Linked DNA regions of Sus scrofa: region 2 is linked to region 1. A link is a contact called in public Hi-C data. All regions are on one chromosome and are shown on one strand. Each heading gives the region's core, a stretch centred on a gene start, on an enhancer-like site or on the middle of the called end of the contact. The rest is flanking DNA. Distances are from core to core; before and after follow the strand shown. Region 1 overlaps ACLY (ATP citrate lyase). Region 2 holds the start of HAP1 (huntingtin-associated protein 1).

Region 1 (2,750 bases), core at 63-2,562:
TGCAGTGTTGTCTGGTATATTTTTTGTCCCTGCCTCTCGGTGTGGCCTGCCCCCGAGGCCTAGTCTTTGCTCTCCCCGCTTCCCACCCCCGCTTATTTCTCGCCCCCATCCCCGCTCTCCCTGCCGTGGGGCTGCCTCTGGCCCCGCACCGGCGTGGGAGGGAGGGGACAGCGTAGGAGGGGCACGAGCCCGGCCCGCGGCCTCGGAGCGTGGAGTGGCACTGAGGAGGGAGGGGCCTCCTGGGAAGAAGGGAGCCTTGGAAACCGAGGGGGCAGTAGCAGTGCCCGCGGCCCAGGAGGGCCGCCCCTGGTGCCCTGGCTCTCATCTGCCTCCGTGACGTCTTGGTTTTTCTTGCCCCACCTCAGCCTCCAACTGCATCCCAGCCCCGGGGATGAGTTTAGATTTCTCGGGGGTTTGGGTGGAAGACAGGCTGGAGGAGGGGAAGGAGAGGCGACCCAGAGGGTGGGCGGAGATCGGGAGGCAGGGCTGGGCTCTGTCTGGTGTGCGAGGTGACTGCTCAGCAGGGGCGTGTGCTGGGCGCACTCACACACCCCCGTCTCTTGAGCGAGGTGAATAGGTTCCCCAAGGTGAAGGGTGAGCGTTTGAGAGCATCAAGGCTTCCATTTAACTTGGATATTCACCGCTGTGAGAGAGATGGGGGGACCCTCTCATCATGACCTCCGACCCCTGCTAAGAGGGGAAAAGGAGCAGCTCGGCAGAGGCCCGTAGCCCTTCCTGCTCCCCACATGTTCTGCCTCTGGCAACGTCCGCTGTTCCTAAAAGACCAGACCTGAGGCTGAGCCACAGAAGGAACGAGGCGGTGTCAGCTCTTCCCACCGGGAGGGTGAAGGGAGTGGGGGTGGGGGGTGGTCTCCCTGGCAGTCCTGAGCTGTGCTGAGACGTGCCAGAGGGAGGATGGTGGCAGGAGGAGAGCTCCCCTGGGGCCTCCGTGCTCACCACCCTCAGCTTTTCCCTCTGTGCTCTGAGCACTCCAGTTCCGCCCCTTTCATGCTGGTGGCGCCGGGGGGTTCATAGAGATCCCAGGCCTTGTCCTGATTTCTGTTTCCTCTTGGGTAGGCAGATGGGTGTCCGTGCACATGCGCGCACGCTGACCCTCGGGGGTGGGGGAAGGGGCACGGGCTCACCCAAGAATGGAGCGTGGCCAGCCCGTGCTGGCGTTTAGCCCTCCCTGGCTGCACAAGTGAGCTGCATCTCAAATTATGTAATCCTGGTTCCGATGCTAAATGACCTACAGTCTTAGTCATTTGGCCACTCTGGGCTGCAGTTTCCTGGGACTAGAGAGGGAGGGAACTGGATTAGGTGGCCTCCTTTGTTTGTGATCTCATGTGTCTTTGGAACCCAGACGAGTCCAGGGGACAGTAAATCCCGGTTGTTGTATGATCAGGAGACGTGATGGAAGAGGCCAGCCTGGATAAGGATGAGAATCCTATGTGCCTTGGGAAACGTATCTCTTAATTTCATTGCATAAGACCTTAAACTTGGTTAGCCAACTGCAGTAGTGTCAGTTACAGTAGGTTAATTGATAACAAATGCCCCTGAGTGCTCGGCATTAATTCCCCTGGGGGAGCCAAGAACCTCCCCTGAGGGCTGCTTTCCTCCAGCAGAGAGCGGGAGAGTCAGGTGAACAGCCAGCATGGGGGTGGCAGTGGTGGTGACAGCTCGGGGATGCACTTCTGCCAGGTCTTCTTCCTCTCATCCTTTTCCTGAGAGCCTTGTTCTGAGCAGGAAAGTGCCGGCTGGGCGGAGCCAGTTGGGTGGAAGCTCAGTTAGAGAAAAGGCCACAGCACACCTCTTCATTGGACCCACGCTGGCCTAAAATCAAGAGAATTTACATCCTGACCTGAGCTGGCTTATGTCCCGGTCCACAGGTGACAAGGATTTTTGGGGAACTGTTGAAAGTCTTGCAGGCACCCACATTGGGAGAGCTTAACCGTTGGTGACCTTAAAAATAATCCATCAAGGAGTTCCCATCGTGGCACAGTGGTTAATGAAGCCGACTAGGAACCACGAGATTGTAGGTTCGATCCCTGGCCTTGCTCAGTGGGCTAAGGATCCGGCATTGCCGTGAGCTGTTGTGTGGGTTGCAGATGCGGCTTGGATCCTGCGTTGCTGTGGCTCTGGCGTAGGCTGGCAGCTATAGCTCCGATTAGACCCTTAGCCTGGGAATCTCTATATGCCACGGGAGCGGCTCAAGAAAAGGCAAAAAGACCAAAAAAAAAAATCTATCAAGCCCTCATTGGCGTGTAAGTGGGAGACTGACAACACATCTCTCTGGTGAACTTGAGCAGGTCCTGTAGGAGTTCTCCGCCTGGGGCCCGGGAGCTGTTGGCCAGCCAGGCAGGTCCTGTCAGTGCTTTGTGTCTGTCTGCCACCTCTTTCCAGAAGAAGCCGAGACGCCTCTTGCCCACGTTCTCAGGCTTCCATCCTCCTAACGTTGCTTTGCAGTTTTGATGAGTCATCCTCCCTGGACTTGGGGCGCAGAGGGGTCTGGCAGGCGGCCCCCGGGGGGGTGTGTTCTGGGTGCACTCGCTGTGTCTCTGCCCACCAGGAAAGAGCGCCACCCTCTTCAGCCGCCACACCAAGGCCATCGTGTGGGGCATGCAGACCCGGGCCGTGCAGGGCATGCTGGACTTCGACTACGTCTGCTCCCGCGACGAGCCCTCGGTGGCCGCCATGGTGTACCCTTTCACGTGAGTCCCCCGCCTCTGATCGCCTCCCGCAGTAACACG
Region 2 (2,893 bases), core at 241-2,740, 120 kb after region 1:
AGCTGCAGAGGTGAGGTGTCTCAGTAAGTTTGTCCAGGACGCTGGTGGCTGATGGGGGAGCCACTCGACAGGGCTTCAAGGCTAAAGCCTCATTATGTCTGGGCCATGCTGATGCCCTGTCACCTCCTGATGTTCTCCAACCTCACTATCCACAGGAAGCCTTGGGGTTGGGTTTTGTCTCCTTAAGACTTTTTGCTGGAGTTCCCATCGTGGCTCAGTGGGTTAAGGACACAATGTAGTCTCGGTGAGGATGTGGGTTCAATCCTTGGCCTCGCTCAGTGGGTTAAGGATCCAGTGTTGCTGCAAGCTTGGACATAGATTGCAGATGTGCCTCGGATCCAGTATTGCCATGGCTGTGGTTTAGCCCCAGCTGCAGCTCTGATTCCATCTCTCACATGGGAACTTCTATTGGCTGCAGGTGCACCCATAAAAAGAAAAAAAAAAAAGAATTTTCGCTGACAGAGAAAGACAAATACCATATGATATCACTTATATGTTGAATCTAAAATATGACACAAATGGACTTATTTACAAAACAGAAACAGACTCACAGACACAGAAAACAAACATCATTAACAAAGGGGAAAGTGTGGGGAAGATATAAATTAACAGATGCAAACTGCTAGATATAAAGTAGATAAACAGGAGTTCCCGTCGTGGCGAGGAACTGTGAGGTTGCGGGTTCAGTCCCTGGCCTTGCTCAGTGGGTTAAGGATCCAGCGTTGCCGTGAGCTGTGGTGTAGGTTGCAGACGCGGCTCGGATCCCGCGTTGCTGTGGCTCTGGCGTAGGCCGGTGGCTACAGCTCCGATTGGATCCCTAGCCTGGGAACCTCCATATGCCTTGGGAGCAGCCCAAGAAATGGCAAAAAGACAAAAAATAAAATAAAATAAAATAAAATAAAATAAAATAGATAAACCGCAAGGTCCTTCTGTATAGTACAGGAACCTATATCCAATACTTTGTATTAACCTATAAAAAAAAGAATATGAAAAATAATATATATGGGCAACTGGATCAGTTTTCTGTACACCAGAATTGAATACAATATTGTAAATCAACTATACTTCAACGAAAACTATTTTGCTGACAAATAAACCATAGAAAACATGCATGCTTTATGTAGTCTTAATGTTCACAGCAGTGTTATTTACATTAGCCAAGATATGGAAGCAAAGTGCCCATCAACAGATGAATGGATAAAGAAGATGTAAAAAATACATATATGGAGATCCCATCGTGGCTCAGTGGTTAACGAATCCGACTAGGAACCATGAGGTTGTGGGTTCGATCCCTGGCCTCGCTCAGTGGGTTAAGGATCCAGTGTTGCCGTGAGCTGTGGTGTAGGTTGCAGACATGGCTCAGATCTGGCGTTGCTGCGGAAAAAGACAAGGGTGACCTGGAATGGAGTATGAATGGGAGAGATGGGCTAGAGATGGATTTCTGGGGGTGGGGATGGCATGGGGGAATGGGAGAATCACAACAATCTAGAAGAGAGAATGAGACCTCCACAGCAGAAGGGCTGACAAGGAGGCAGACATTTAGAAATATTTAGGAGGTAAATCAAGCAGGATTTGGAGATTGACAGTATTCAAGAGGAGGAAAACTGGGACCCCAAGAATGATGCCAAGGCTTTAAAAGAATCAGTGCAGCAGCCATCTCTTTTTGGTTTTGTGGGTTCCTCTGGTCCAAAGGCACAGAAATGGCCCCTGGACCCCTCTGCTGCCCTACAGTTCATTCAGGACCTACTTACGGCGACCCTCATAGGTACCAGGACCTGTGCTGTGCTCTGAGGGACCTGCTTCCCGTGCTGAAGGGGAGTAGCTCTGATCGTGGAGGCAGACACGGTCTGACCACAGTTGCCATCGCGTAAAGGATGCTCTGGCGTGAAGGAGGGCGGGATCCGAGGAGTCTTTACGCGGAGACACCTAAGCGGGGTCTTCCGGAAGAACAGGAGTTTGCCCGCGTGGAAGGAGTCGGGCAGAGCGAATGAAAGCAGAGGTGAAGCATGAGGAAAGGCCATAAGACGAACCAAGAAATAAGAAAGAGGGCTGCCGAGCGAGCGGCTGGAGCGCTGGGGGTATGAAGTCCAGGATCCGTGTGTGACGCGCCAGTCTGGGCAGCGCGTGGAGACCGTCCTGGCGTTTGGATTTATCTCCCAGCCAACGAGGAAAGACACGATACAGCCCCAACTCACAGGTCAGATCCAGGGAAGGTAGCCGAAAAGCCTCGGGCTAGAGCGGAGGGAGGGGGTACCCCCACTTAGGGACCTCAGAGTCCCTGGACCCAAATCCCGGGGAAGCGGCCGCTTTGGGCAAAACCATTCTTAAGAGGTGGAGAGGGGAGAATAGCCTGCCTTGGGAGCCCAAGCCCGTGGAACCAGCTGAAACGTTTACTCGCTTCTTCTCTTCGCCTTTCTCTTACTTTTGCGCTCTCTTTCCGCCCCCATTGGCTCTCTCCCCCGAGCCTCCCCTCGTCTCGGGCACCACCAGTTGCTCCTAGGCCACCCCCCCACGCGTGGTACCGCCCGGCGGGCGCACAGCTAGGCACAGGTTATAAAGGCCGGGCTGCGACAGGCAGCCGACTGCGGACACAAGATGCGCCCGAAAGAGTTGGGGCAGGGATGCGCCGGGCACGGGCCGGGACCCGGGGATCCCGGAGCAGTCACCCCTGCTCCTCCGTCCGCAGCCAATCCCGCTCCACAGCCTTCCACCGAGCCTGAACCCGTCCCTGCGCAGGCACCCGAGGCTGGACAGGGAGCAGGATACGGATCCAGTTGCGTCTCAGGACCCCCGGAAGGCGCTCGCCGGGCCTCCGAGTCTGGATCCAAGGCAGGAGCCCAGCGCACGTCTGCATTCTCCGTCGACCAGGGGAATGCACAGTCCGTGCTCGACA

What was found. A called contact is a pair of places that touch in the nucleus more often than the background predicts.
Region 2: a contact with region 1 is called in a Hi-C map of skeletal muscle, with 5 times the contacts expected there. The contact joins the promoter of HAP1 here to the enhancer-like site in region 1. A contact is called at or near these places in 1 of 5 promoter capture datasets (liver) and 22 of 47 Hi-C or Micro-C datasets (alveolar macrophages, brain, embryonic fibroblasts and 13 more).

The regions. Positions count from the first base shown.
Region 1 is chr12:20,817,794-20,820,543 of Sscrofa11.1, forward strand. ACLY (ATP citrate lyase) reads left to right here. Exons shown (of 31, transcript NM_001105302.1): 14 at 2,570-2,711. Among named protein-coding and RNA genes, the nearest start is that of ACLY, 22 kb to the left of the region's middle. Within about 2 kb of position 1,313, at least 8 of the 83 cell types and tissues checked have an H3K27ac peak or open chromatin away from gene starts, as enhancers often do. A contact at or near this core is called in skeletal muscle, where this site is marked.
Region 2 is chr12:20,936,973-20,939,865 of Sscrofa11.1, forward strand. HAP1 (huntingtin-associated protein 1) reads left to right here and starts at 1,491. Exons shown (of 11, transcript XM_021066999.1): 1 at 1,491-2,893. The coding sequence starts at 2,596.